Linked DNA regions of Hordeum vulgare: region 1 is linked to region 2. A link is a contact called in public Hi-C data. All regions are on one chromosome and are shown on one strand. Each heading gives the region's core, a stretch centred on a gene start, on an enhancer-like site or on the middle of the called end of the contact. The rest is flanking DNA. Distances are from core to core; before and after follow the strand shown.

Region 1 (5,675 bases), core at 1,200-3,699, 51 kb after region 2:
AGCCTGAAAGCAGTCAGGCTAGAAGAGGAAAAAATCACAACACAATACTTCAACCAAGAACACCAAGTGCCAACTTGCCTAGTCAACCATGTCCCAAGTATAGGAAATAAAAATGAATCCCATTATAGAAGAGGAATTTCCTCATGGAGTGCCCACAGATGATGAGGATGAAAGAATGCACCCACAGTTTGTTGTTAGGAAACAACCCAATGAGAACGATGGTGAAGATTACATTCCACCCCCAAAATTTGAAGAGTCATATTTTATGAGATAGAGGATGACATGGACATGGGCTACTCTGAGATGGAGGATGAGGGTAGGTCCGATGTGCAATATAATATAGATGATCCTTCTTTAGCACAAGGAACTATATGTTCAAATGTCATAGATTGTAGGGATGCACTTGCCACCTTCTGAAACAAGACCTAGAGTGAATTTACAATTGACAAGAGTGGGCCTAGTAGACTAACTCTTCATTGATGGGGTTCTGTACCCGATGTATCTAACATAAGGAGGGACGACCTTGGCGGATATGCATGGCCCACTAGTCCCAACACAAGAGAGAAACCCTAAGGAGCTAGAAATGGTCTTCTTGATCTCCAAGACAGGACAGTGGCGGCGCAACAAACTCAGCTACCCCCCCCCCCCCCCCCCCGCGCACCCCAATGTAAACCCTAGACCCCTCCTATCTATATAAAGGGAGGCCTAGGGCTTCATTGAGCATCCAATATGATATCAAACTCTCGGTAGAAATCATGTATAGAAGAAGGATGTAGGGTATTACTCTTTGGAGGCTCGAACCTGGAATTGTGCATGGAGGCTCCGTCCCGGTACTTCCGATATCGTCATGAACCCTACCGAGGGATCTGACGGTATTTCACTCTGCCATTCATTGTGCTTAGAAAAGGTGTAAGTGGAGCATGCATGCCTCCACAATGAGAAATACCACTCTTTTCTAGGTAATATTATATATATATGACTAATATAGTTAGTCTAGATACTAATTTTTAACAATAATTGTACATTCATATATATCTAAATTATTTGCCACTCTTACTTGGTACAGGTCAAAGTGACCAAGACAACTCACACACGCCCAAGTGTTACCAAGAAACAAAGGCTCGTGTTTTCAAAGAGTATGTCGCTAGCATATGATATGAAGTCGTGGGTGAGGGAAATTTCAAATATTTCACTGCCAGCTGCGCAAACATACATGAAGAAAAGGTATGGGTTGGATCCATAAGCCTTTGCTTACTAAAAAAAATATTGATATGGGTCCTTGTCCATTATCCGGACTTTTCAAAAATTCTAATTATGATAAAACAATTGCTAGTGATGAAAATGCTATTGCGATAGGCTCTTTGACAGAAAAGTTGAATTTGACTGCCTTCGTTGTCTCTATGGAGTCTTTCTTGAATATATCAATTCCAATAATTTTCATGAAGTGATAAAAGAAGAATCTAACAAAATATGTGGTGTGAAATTCATTGAATGAAAATCATGATTGCAATGATGTTAGTATAAATTCTATGAATGTCAATTATACTAATGATATATAAAGCTATAATGTTGGGGATGATAAGTTTGATGAGCATGATATTTTTATTCTCCTTACCAATGAAGAAGTTATAAAAGGAAAATATGGTAATCTTTATGATTAAAGTAAGGAAGATAACACACTTGATATTGCTTTTTCTAGTGACACTTTGTCGGTAGGCAACATTGATGAAGATTTTGTTATGCATACTACTTATTTTAATGGTCATGATTGGGGAGTAAATTATGATGCTTATTTTGATCTTGAAAATTTATTTGAGCCTCATAAGGCATCTATTATTGACAACCAAATTTGTAGTAATATGGAAATTGTGTTCTGAACAATGTCAACTTTAGGCAAAAAGAATCCCATATATTCGGAGAGTGTTCATTCTTATGAATTTCTTGATAAAAGTGTGTTTGGAGAGGTAATAACTTTAATTGACCTTAGTCCCACTATCTTAGAAGCTTATAAATTTCCATGCATGTGGATCATGAAGAGAATGTTTTACATGATATCCGTATTGATGAATTTGAATATGACTATATGTACTTATTTCGGGAGGAGCAAGTATGGTTATAAAAGGAGTCAATTACACCACTCATGCCATAACTTGACGTGAAAAGACAATTTAGTGCTAATGTCATACATTCAACTAGTGCTACAACTTGGCTTTGGCATGCATATACAATGGAAATAACGTTTATATACGAACAAGGTGCTCATTAGCTGTGCCAATGTGGCCGGGTCCGCTGTGAGTGACTGGACGACAAAGAATACGTGTGGCATGTTATTTTGCAAAAAAAAAAACTTCAGGATTTTTTCTCACAAAAAGCCCCTGCCACAAGGTTCCACTTGCCAGCAACACAGAAATAATAATTGAAAAATAGCCACGCATGCGGGCATTCAAATATCAGACCTGCAACAAGGAGCTACGCAGGTAACGAGTTGGCCGAGGATATTTTCACATGACAAGTGGATGACGCCTTTATATATCCTTTGAGAAAACATTTCTCTCTTAAGCGGGTTGGAGTCCCAGCGGCCAATTTTGCAATGTTAATTATTTCAAACCAATAAAAAGTACTTGTAAATTGTAATTGTGTGTTATAAATAAAATAAAGTTCCAAATAACAATGAACACTTTTTTGTACTATATAATTTTTTTTATTATATATGTTTGTTTTAGAAATAATACTTGAATATTTTTTCCTATGTTATTAACAATATTGTTCTATATTATTATTATTTATAACATAAGAATATAACTTGCATATATTTTATAAATTCCTAAACAAGTAATGCTGCTGGGTGCTGTGGTGGTCACTCGCATGTGATGGACCCATGTAGCTCCTTTGAATCTCGGCCAACTATTTTTACATTGTATGAATACATTTTTCTTAAAGCATGAACACTTCAACCTACTACATGAATATTTTGTAAAAACTATGAATATTTTAAAATTTATGTAAGAATTTACAAAAATATATAGAAAAAGAAAAACTTTCTTAAGGCATGAACATCTTATATACTACATGAGTATTTTTTAATCTATGCACAATTTTAAGCTTCTAAAAGAATTTATTCAAATATATGAAAAACAAACACTTCCTTAAATCATTTATACTTTTGTATAGCATACTAATATATTTTTAACACTAGGAGGATTTTAGACTTATATAAGCATTGAATATATGTTTCTATTCAATATGCACATTAATACATCAACAATTCTGTAATTTTTAATGTAATGATATGATTAAATGTGAAATTACTATGTGATTATTTTATAATGTAAATTATTTTTTTATATTTCAATTAATTATGACACACAATTATAATTTATATACATCATATAAATTTCTTAAAAAATACAAAATGGGTAGTTGGGACTGGAACTCATTTAGTACTTAAGTCTAAACGTTAGATCAACGGCATCTCTTTAGGGATTGCAACCAGGACTGTAACCCATTTCTAAAAAAATACAAAAGGGTATATAGTGGTGGCATCCGTTTATAAAGTAAATAAATCATGGGACAAGTGGTCAGCCGCGCGCAGTCTACATGTTAGATCAGCGGTTCGAATACCTGCTGGTGCAGCTTCTTACTTATTATTCATGTGACACTGACAACTGTGGACCCTTCCTACCTTGATAGGTTCTTTTTGTTTGCAAAATAGCATGCACACGTCCTCTTGGTCGTCCACGCCTAATCTGCATCACATTCGTATAGAAATGTGATTTACATCATATATGCACGTCAAAGCCAAGTTGTGACACCAGTTCAATGTCTGCCGCAAGTTTTAGCACCAAACTGAATTTTCGCGCCAAGTTATGGTATCTGTGGTGTAATTGACTCTTCTAAAAATCTTCATTTTACTAAATTGTATTTGTTTATGTCAAAGTTCTTAATGTTTCCTTCTTCCTTGCATAGCATAGATTTTTCATGCCTTGATAATTTGTTTACTTATAAGATGCCTACACATAGGAAATATGTTATACTTCAATGCGTTTGCTACATGTTTTTTGATACTCTTTTTGTGCTTCAATTCTTATCTTTGAAGTGAGAATCATTAAAACCTCAAACCTATCATAATGGCTATGAGGAAAGAGCTTGTTGGGAGGCAACCCAATCTTTATCCCTTTTGCTTTTTTTTCTTTGAGTCAACATGATTATTTTCTTTGTAGTAATTATGTGTGTATATTTTATTTTGATTTTTTACCAAGTCAAGCCTTTGAGATGTTGGAAAATATTTGTTTACTAAGTTCTGTCTAGAAACATAAACTTTTTTGTTCGGAGATTGAACTATTATTTTGTGTTGGACGTGATAAATTGCTGAAAGTTTTACACATAACTAAATTATAAAATTTCTAAAAGATCCTAATTTTCAGAATTTTGGAGTTACAAAAGTATGGCCAAAAATTGCATTATTGCATAATATTCTGTTTTCGACAGATTATGTTTTATTGCATAGTGTACTTGTTTTGATGATTCTATGGATTGTATGGGGATATAAGTCATAGAGATGATGGAATACAATAGGTATTATACAAAAATATTATGATATATTTATGACAATAGCTAATTTAATGATTATTTTATTATTCTAATGGATCTCATGAGGTTTTGACGAGTTTTATGTGATCGGTGTTTTCAAGTTTTGAGTGAGATGACGATGGGCGAAAGAATAACGAGCGAGAAGACCTTCAGATTGGGATGACCAAGACAAACAAAGGTAATATCAAGTAAAATCCAAGCATGTAAGCTTGGGATGCCCCAGAAGGTATCCCCTCTTTAGTCTCCAATTTATCAGTAATATCACTCGGAGCTACATATTTATCTATCACATGGTATGTGTTTTGCTTGTAGCATCGTGTGTTTTTGTTTTGTTTGTTTGCTTGTTTTCACAATCATTGTTTTCTTATTGCACCTATTATGACAGACACACATTCATCACAATTTATTAGAATGGTCATTATGCTTCACTTATATCTTCTGAGTTCGGGCAATTTTCTCATTTGCTTCACTTATATCTTTAGAGCACGACAATACATATATTAACAAAAAACACTTGTACTCTCTTGCTTCACTCATAAATTTTTGAGAGTTGAGTAGTTGGTGGTAATTTGCATGAGTGATATGTTTGATCGAGAAACAATAGGTATACATGTCTCATATAATAAGAATAATCATGCAGATCACTCAATAGGTTGTGATTAATCAATGATCTTAAGGTTGGCTTACTAGTAAATAATCTTGGTCTAGTAAAAATATCAATGTTAAAGTTTGTAATGTCCCGCTCATTAAAATGTATGGCTCGAAGGTCCATGATGAGTAGACCACAGGGCGCGCCTGTGCCACCTTCATTGCTCACGCTGATCGGATGGCTCACAGCACCTCGCACCCACGGGGACTCGGTCGCGAGTGTGTCATGGCCGGACCAGCCCACCGTGGGTCATGGATGCCACGAGGCGGTCCATGTTGGAATTATGCCCTAGAGGCAATAATAAATATAGTTATTATTATAATTTCTGTATCAAGATAATCGTTTATTATCCATGCTATAATTGTATTGAATGAAGGCTCATTTACATGTGTGGATACATAGACAAAACACCGTCCCTAGCAAGCCTCTAGTTGGC
Region 2 (5,575 bases), core at 1,377-3,876:
ACAGATCGGAGCACCAATCAACCATGCATGTACATCAAACCCTAGCTGCAGCTCAGATCTAGCTAGAAGGAATAGAGAGAAAGGGGGATTGAACTAACACATGCCATGGATGCAACTCGAGGACGAGGGGGAAACGATCGTAGAAGATCACCGCAGGCCGGTGAAGGACCGCCGACGCCGTGGACCGCCGCCTATGAAGATGCGCCGCTTACCTGCTCGTCGGTGTGCATCGGTGGGAAAGCTCGAAAGGGGGGACAATGGTGGCGGGAGTTGGGGCGGCGAGGGAAGGGGCTAAATAGGGGCGGACTCGGCGGGAGGTGAGACGAAATCCTCCCGTTAATTTTTCGGCGACGCGGGCGAGCTTGCGCCATCTTCCTAGTCGCACGAGGAGAGAAGCGCGTCGCCCGAGCCAGGCTCGCGAGCTACCGCCAATTCGGACGTTTCTCCTCGGTCTAGCCTGGAGCTGCTTTAAGGTTCGTGCCATGCGGGCCGCACAATAAACACAGGCAACCAAATGGGTCATTTCTTTCCCTCGCGAATCAGGCTGGACCTAATGCAGGGAACCAAACGCGCCCTTAGCTGCAAAGGTCCCGCTCATTGGGAGAAAACTTCATGCACCATGTTGAATGACTTTCGTTATAGAAACATGTCTAAATTCTAAAGCGAACAACCTGTATGTGCGTGAATAAGGCCGCACATGTATTAAGAAGAAAAAAAACTATTTCCTCTGTCCCATATAATAGCGTTTTTACATCAGTGTAGTGTGAAAGATGCTTTTATATTATGGAAGAGAGAAAGTAGTACATGAATATTCCACGATATTAGTAGGTAAGTACATTCGCATGACGACATGAATCTTCCACGACATGCGTTTTCTCCTCCAGAGGAAGTCGGCTATGCTGCCACCAAAGTTATTCACCAAAATTCTTTTCCTTCCCGAAAAAAGGAAATATATGACTTTTTTCAGATAGACCGGACCGGACCAGAACAAGAATCTGCCATGTCATGTATGCATGCATCCGACCACCCACCAACTACATAATTTTAGAGGCACATGACCCCGTGTGAACGTGTCACCAACGACTTGACGATTCAAAAAGGTTTGGTCGATCGATATTCCGACGCAAGCTTTGCAAGCCCCGTTAACGCCAAAATCATTTTCCCTGCCCTAAAGAAGAAAAAAAATCATTTTCCCTTGCACGCCTGCGACGGCGTGGATGCGGATGACCGACGAGACGCAGACTAGAGAACGCCGGCCCGAGAGGATGCTAAAATGACGACCGAGTCATCCAGCAACTCCCCCGAAGCAGCATACAGAAAATGAAGGGAAAACCAACCACATGGTCCTGCAACTTGAGTCACAGTCGAGAGATGTCTTACGTACGAATCTTCGGTGCAGTTGCCCATACAGATTGTCCCAAACTTCCAAGGGAGAGCATCATTCCATGGTCTCCTGGCGAGTCAAGTGTGCACCAACAAAGTGAGAACGGATCTTCACGCGAGGGCAGCGCAGAGCGCACAATGACCCGCATCAGAATAGACCGGCTTTACATTCAAACTGGAATTTCCCTCGTCATTTACTCGCTTGGGGATGAGACAGCCGAGATGACCAAGAAACAAATAAATCTTTCCAAGTTTTCTTTTTCTTTAGATGAAGCTTCCAATTAACAGACCAGTGGAGCTTACTAAAGGAATAAAATACTACTCAGCTTGTGATTTCGATCACCACCCAGCTTGTGCCGCCAGACTCTTGACTGTCTCGTTTCAAACAGAACTGTTCTTCCCAACAAATTAATTCATAGTGTCCGGAAAACAGCATGAAAGCGCCAAACTGCATTAGGAAATACTGAATGTCACGAGTTCAATCAAAACCATATGGCCTTGTGCTACCCTGAATTTAAATATGGAATAAGTGGGGTTCGTCGCACCCCTCTCAAATACTAGTGAAAGGCCTATGGATGAGTAGCAGATAACAACTCCCAGTGGATCAACAGCAGAACCCCACTCGCTTCTTTTGGAGAAACAATCCAAGCTACTTTGTCAAACCAAGGACCGTGTACCTGTTTTCTAAGATTTCTTTTATGAGATCTCTTCTTTTATTCTAGTGTTATACTAGAAGGTGTAAGCAGCCGTCCCGCTTGTTTTAAATGTTCCAATGTCGACAAATGGACTTGCTTACACTAGTACAGGTTGCACGTTCGTGTCTCCACTGGCATCAGCTCATCAACAGGTTGTAGAATGCATGATTAACACTGAGGCTTGAGAATGTGAGCACCCTAATCCGACATGGGGAAATACTATGTTGAATAACTATAATGATGTTTTATTCAACAAAACTAGTACTATAATGATACATGAATACCACCCCGAATTGGAAGACAGGGGAGTGTCTCTCGTCCCCCGCAGGCCGCAGCCCGCACCAACCATCTTGTGCACCCGATGCCGCCACCGAACGCCAGTACGTAGTCACCACCCGCTCCGTGCGCTCCAACGGCCACTGGTGCACCCACCAATCCACTCGTCAATCCCGCCTTCCAGGTCCACAATCCACACCAACCCACCCCCCACAACCACCCTGCCGAGCTGTGATCCCTATTTAACCCGTCTTCTCCCTCCATTCCTCTCCAAGAAGAGCCTCAACTTCTTCTGTAATTTCAGCTCCTCTTCGCCTCCACTCCGAACTCGAGCAATCCATCACCACTTCAGAAAACATCCAGATACGCATACACCTGCCCATCTTCTAGCTTACTTCCTTTGCATATCTCGATGGAGTGCGATAACGGGCACGTGGCCGCCAACGGCGACGGCTTGTGCGTGGCACAGCCGGCGCGGGCCGACCCATTGAACTGGGGCAAGGCGGCGGAGGATCTGTCCGGGAGCCATTTGGATGCCGTGAAGCGGATGGTCGAGGAGTACCGTAAGCCGGTGGTGACCATGGAGGGCGCCAGCCTGACCATTGCCATGGTCGCCGCGGTGGCTGCTGGCAGCGAGACCAGGGTGGAGCTCGATGAGTCCGCTCGCGGCCGTGTCAAGGAGAGCAGCGACTGGGTCATGAACAGCATGATGAACGGCACCGACAGCTATGGTGTCACCACCGGCTTCGGCGCCACCTCTCACCGGAGGACCAAGGAGGGCGGCGCTCTGCAGAGGGAGCTCATCAGGTACGAATTAAACAACGAACAGATTATATTTCACCTGTTGATCATCTTTGTCTCTTAGTTATGGAAGCCTTATTTTGTTTCGTGTATTGCTTGTGTGTTCAGATTCCTTAACGCTGGAGCCTTCGGCACCGGCAACGACGGGCACGTTCTGCCTGCGGCGGCGACCAGAGCGGCGATGCTCGTCCGTGTCAATACCTTGCTGCAGGGATATTCAGGCATTCGCTTTGAGATACTCGAGACGGTCGCCACACTTCTCAACGCCAACGTGACACCATGCCTGCCGCTCCGGGGCACGATCACCGCGTCCGGTGACCTCGTCCCGCTTTCCTATATTGCGGGCCTGGTAACCGGCCGCCCAAACTCGATGGCCACGGCTCCGGATGGCACGAAGGTTAACGCTGCAGAGGCATTTAAGATCGCCGGCATCCAGCACGGCTTCTTTGAGCTGCAGCCCAAAGAAGGCCTTGCGATGGTTAACGGCACCGCAGTGGGCTCTGGGCTCGCATCCATGGTGCTTTTCGAGGCTAACATCCTTAGCCTCCTTGCCGAGGTCCTGTCGGCTGTCTTCTGTGAGGTCATGAACGGCAAGCCGGAGTACACTGACCACTTGACCCACAAGCTGAAGCACCACCCAGGGCAAATCGAGGCTGCCGCCATCATGGAGCACATACTCGAAGGTAGCTCCTACATGATGCTTGCGAAGAAGCTTGGAGAGCTCGACCCATTGATGAAGCCAAAGCAAGATAGATATGCACTCCGCACGTCGCCGCAGTGGCTTGGCCCTCAGATTGAGGTCATCCGTGCTGCCACCAAGTCGATTGAGCGAGAGATCAACTCCGTCAACGACAACCCACTCATCGACGTCTCCCGTGGCAAGGCTATCCATGGTGGCAACTTCCAGGGTACACCCATCGGTGTGTCCATGGACAACACCAGGCTTGCCATTGCTGCGATTGGCAAGCTCATGTTTGCCCAATTCTCAGAGTTGGTGAACGACCTCTACAACAACGGTCTACCTTCCAACCTTTCCGGTGGGCGCAACCCGAGCTTGGACTATGGCTTCAAGGGTGCCGAGATTGCCATGGCCTCGTACTGCTCTGAGCTCCAGTTCTTGGGCAACCCTGTGACCAACCATGTCCAGAGCGCGGAGCAGCATAACCAAGATGTCAATTCTCTTGGCCTCATCTCCTCTAGGAAGACCGCCGAGGCCATTGACATACTGAAGCTCATGTCCTCGACATTCCTGGTCGCGCTGTGCCAGGCTATCGACCTCCGCCACCTCGAAGAGAATGTCAAGAATGCTGTCAAGAGTTGTGTGAAGACGGTGGCTAGGAAGACACTGAGCACCAACAGCAATGGCCATCTGCATAGCGCACGCTTCTGCGAGAAGGACCTTCTTCTCACAATCGACCGAGAGGCGGTGTTCGCCTACGCCGACGACCCCTGCAGCGCCAACTACCCACTCATGCAGAAGATGCGTGCAGTTCTTGTGGAGCACGCCTTGGCCAATGGCGAGGCGGAGCGCGACGTGGAGACGTCTGTGTTTGCCAAGCTTGCCGTGTTCGAGCAGGAGCTTCGTGCAATGTTGCCAAAGGAGGTCGAGGCTGCTCGGAGTGCCGTGGAGAACGGTACTGCCACACAACAAAACCGTATCACTGAATGCCGATCATACCCACTCTACCGGTTTGTGCGCAAGGAGCTTGGAACAGAGTACTTGACCGGCGAGAAGACTAGGTCTCCCGGCGAAGAAGTGGACAAGGTGTTTGTTGCTATGAACAAGGGCAAGCACATCGACGCACTGCTTGAGTGTCTCAAGGGTTGGAACGGTGAGCCCCTGCCTATCTGCTAAGGATCAAGAACATGAACAGATGATAATGTGCTTCAAAGTTCAGAAGGCTTCAGATGTTCTTAGCTGATAAGTGATAACACTGTTTTTCCATTGGATATTCTTAAAAGTCGATGTTTTGTATTGTTCTTATAGAGCTGCCGGGTTGTTGCCAAAAATTGCAATTGCATGCTTTGGTAGTGGTAGGTAGCCAGTAGAATCTCTACGATGTAGGTTAAAAGGGGTACAATGTGTGATAAATATTCATGAGAAATTTATGTGTCCCTTTTTTTGAGATCAATGGTCCGGTGTGGTGGTTATTTTTTTGAGGGATCTTCGAACAGTGCAAATAATATATCTTGTATTTTTTTAGGCATATTACAATACAGCAAACCAGTGGCGGAGGAAGAAAAAAAATGAAGGATGTGCACACCTAATTTGATATCTATCTAATCCAAGTGTCACATAATAGTTGGCAAAAATACGATGCAGATAGCCCAATCAAGTCAGACAACATTATAGTTCTAAAATATTCCAAATTTACAACGTTGCAAATACAAATAGTCTTACATGAAAGGTACACATACGT

Evidence for each region. Hi-C and Micro-C count contacts between places; a contact is called where the count stands out from the background.
Region 1: a Hi-C map of leaf shows a contact between it and region 2, with 3 times the contacts expected there. The contact joins the enhancer-like site here to the promoter of LOC123427253 in region 2. A contact is called at or near these places in 3 of 6 Hi-C or Micro-C datasets (leaf and seedling).

The regions. Positions count from the first base shown.
Region 1 is chr2H:560,647,657-560,653,331 of MorexV3_pseudomolecules_assembly, forward strand. No RefSeq gene overlaps it. Among protein-coding and RNA genes, the nearest start is that of LOC123427254, 15 kb to the right of the region's middle. Within about 2 kb of position 2,450, at least 1 of the 3 cell types and tissues checked has open chromatin away from gene starts, as enhancers often do. A contact at or near this core is called in leaf, where this site is marked.
Region 2 is chr2H:560,596,473-560,602,047 of MorexV3_pseudomolecules_assembly, forward strand. It overlaps LOC123427253 (phenylalanine ammonia-lyase-like), which reads left to right and starts at 2,627. Exons shown (of 2, transcript XM_045111254.1): 1 at 2,627-3,161; 2 at 3,264-5,287. The coding sequence starts at 2,767. The coding sequence ends at 5,010.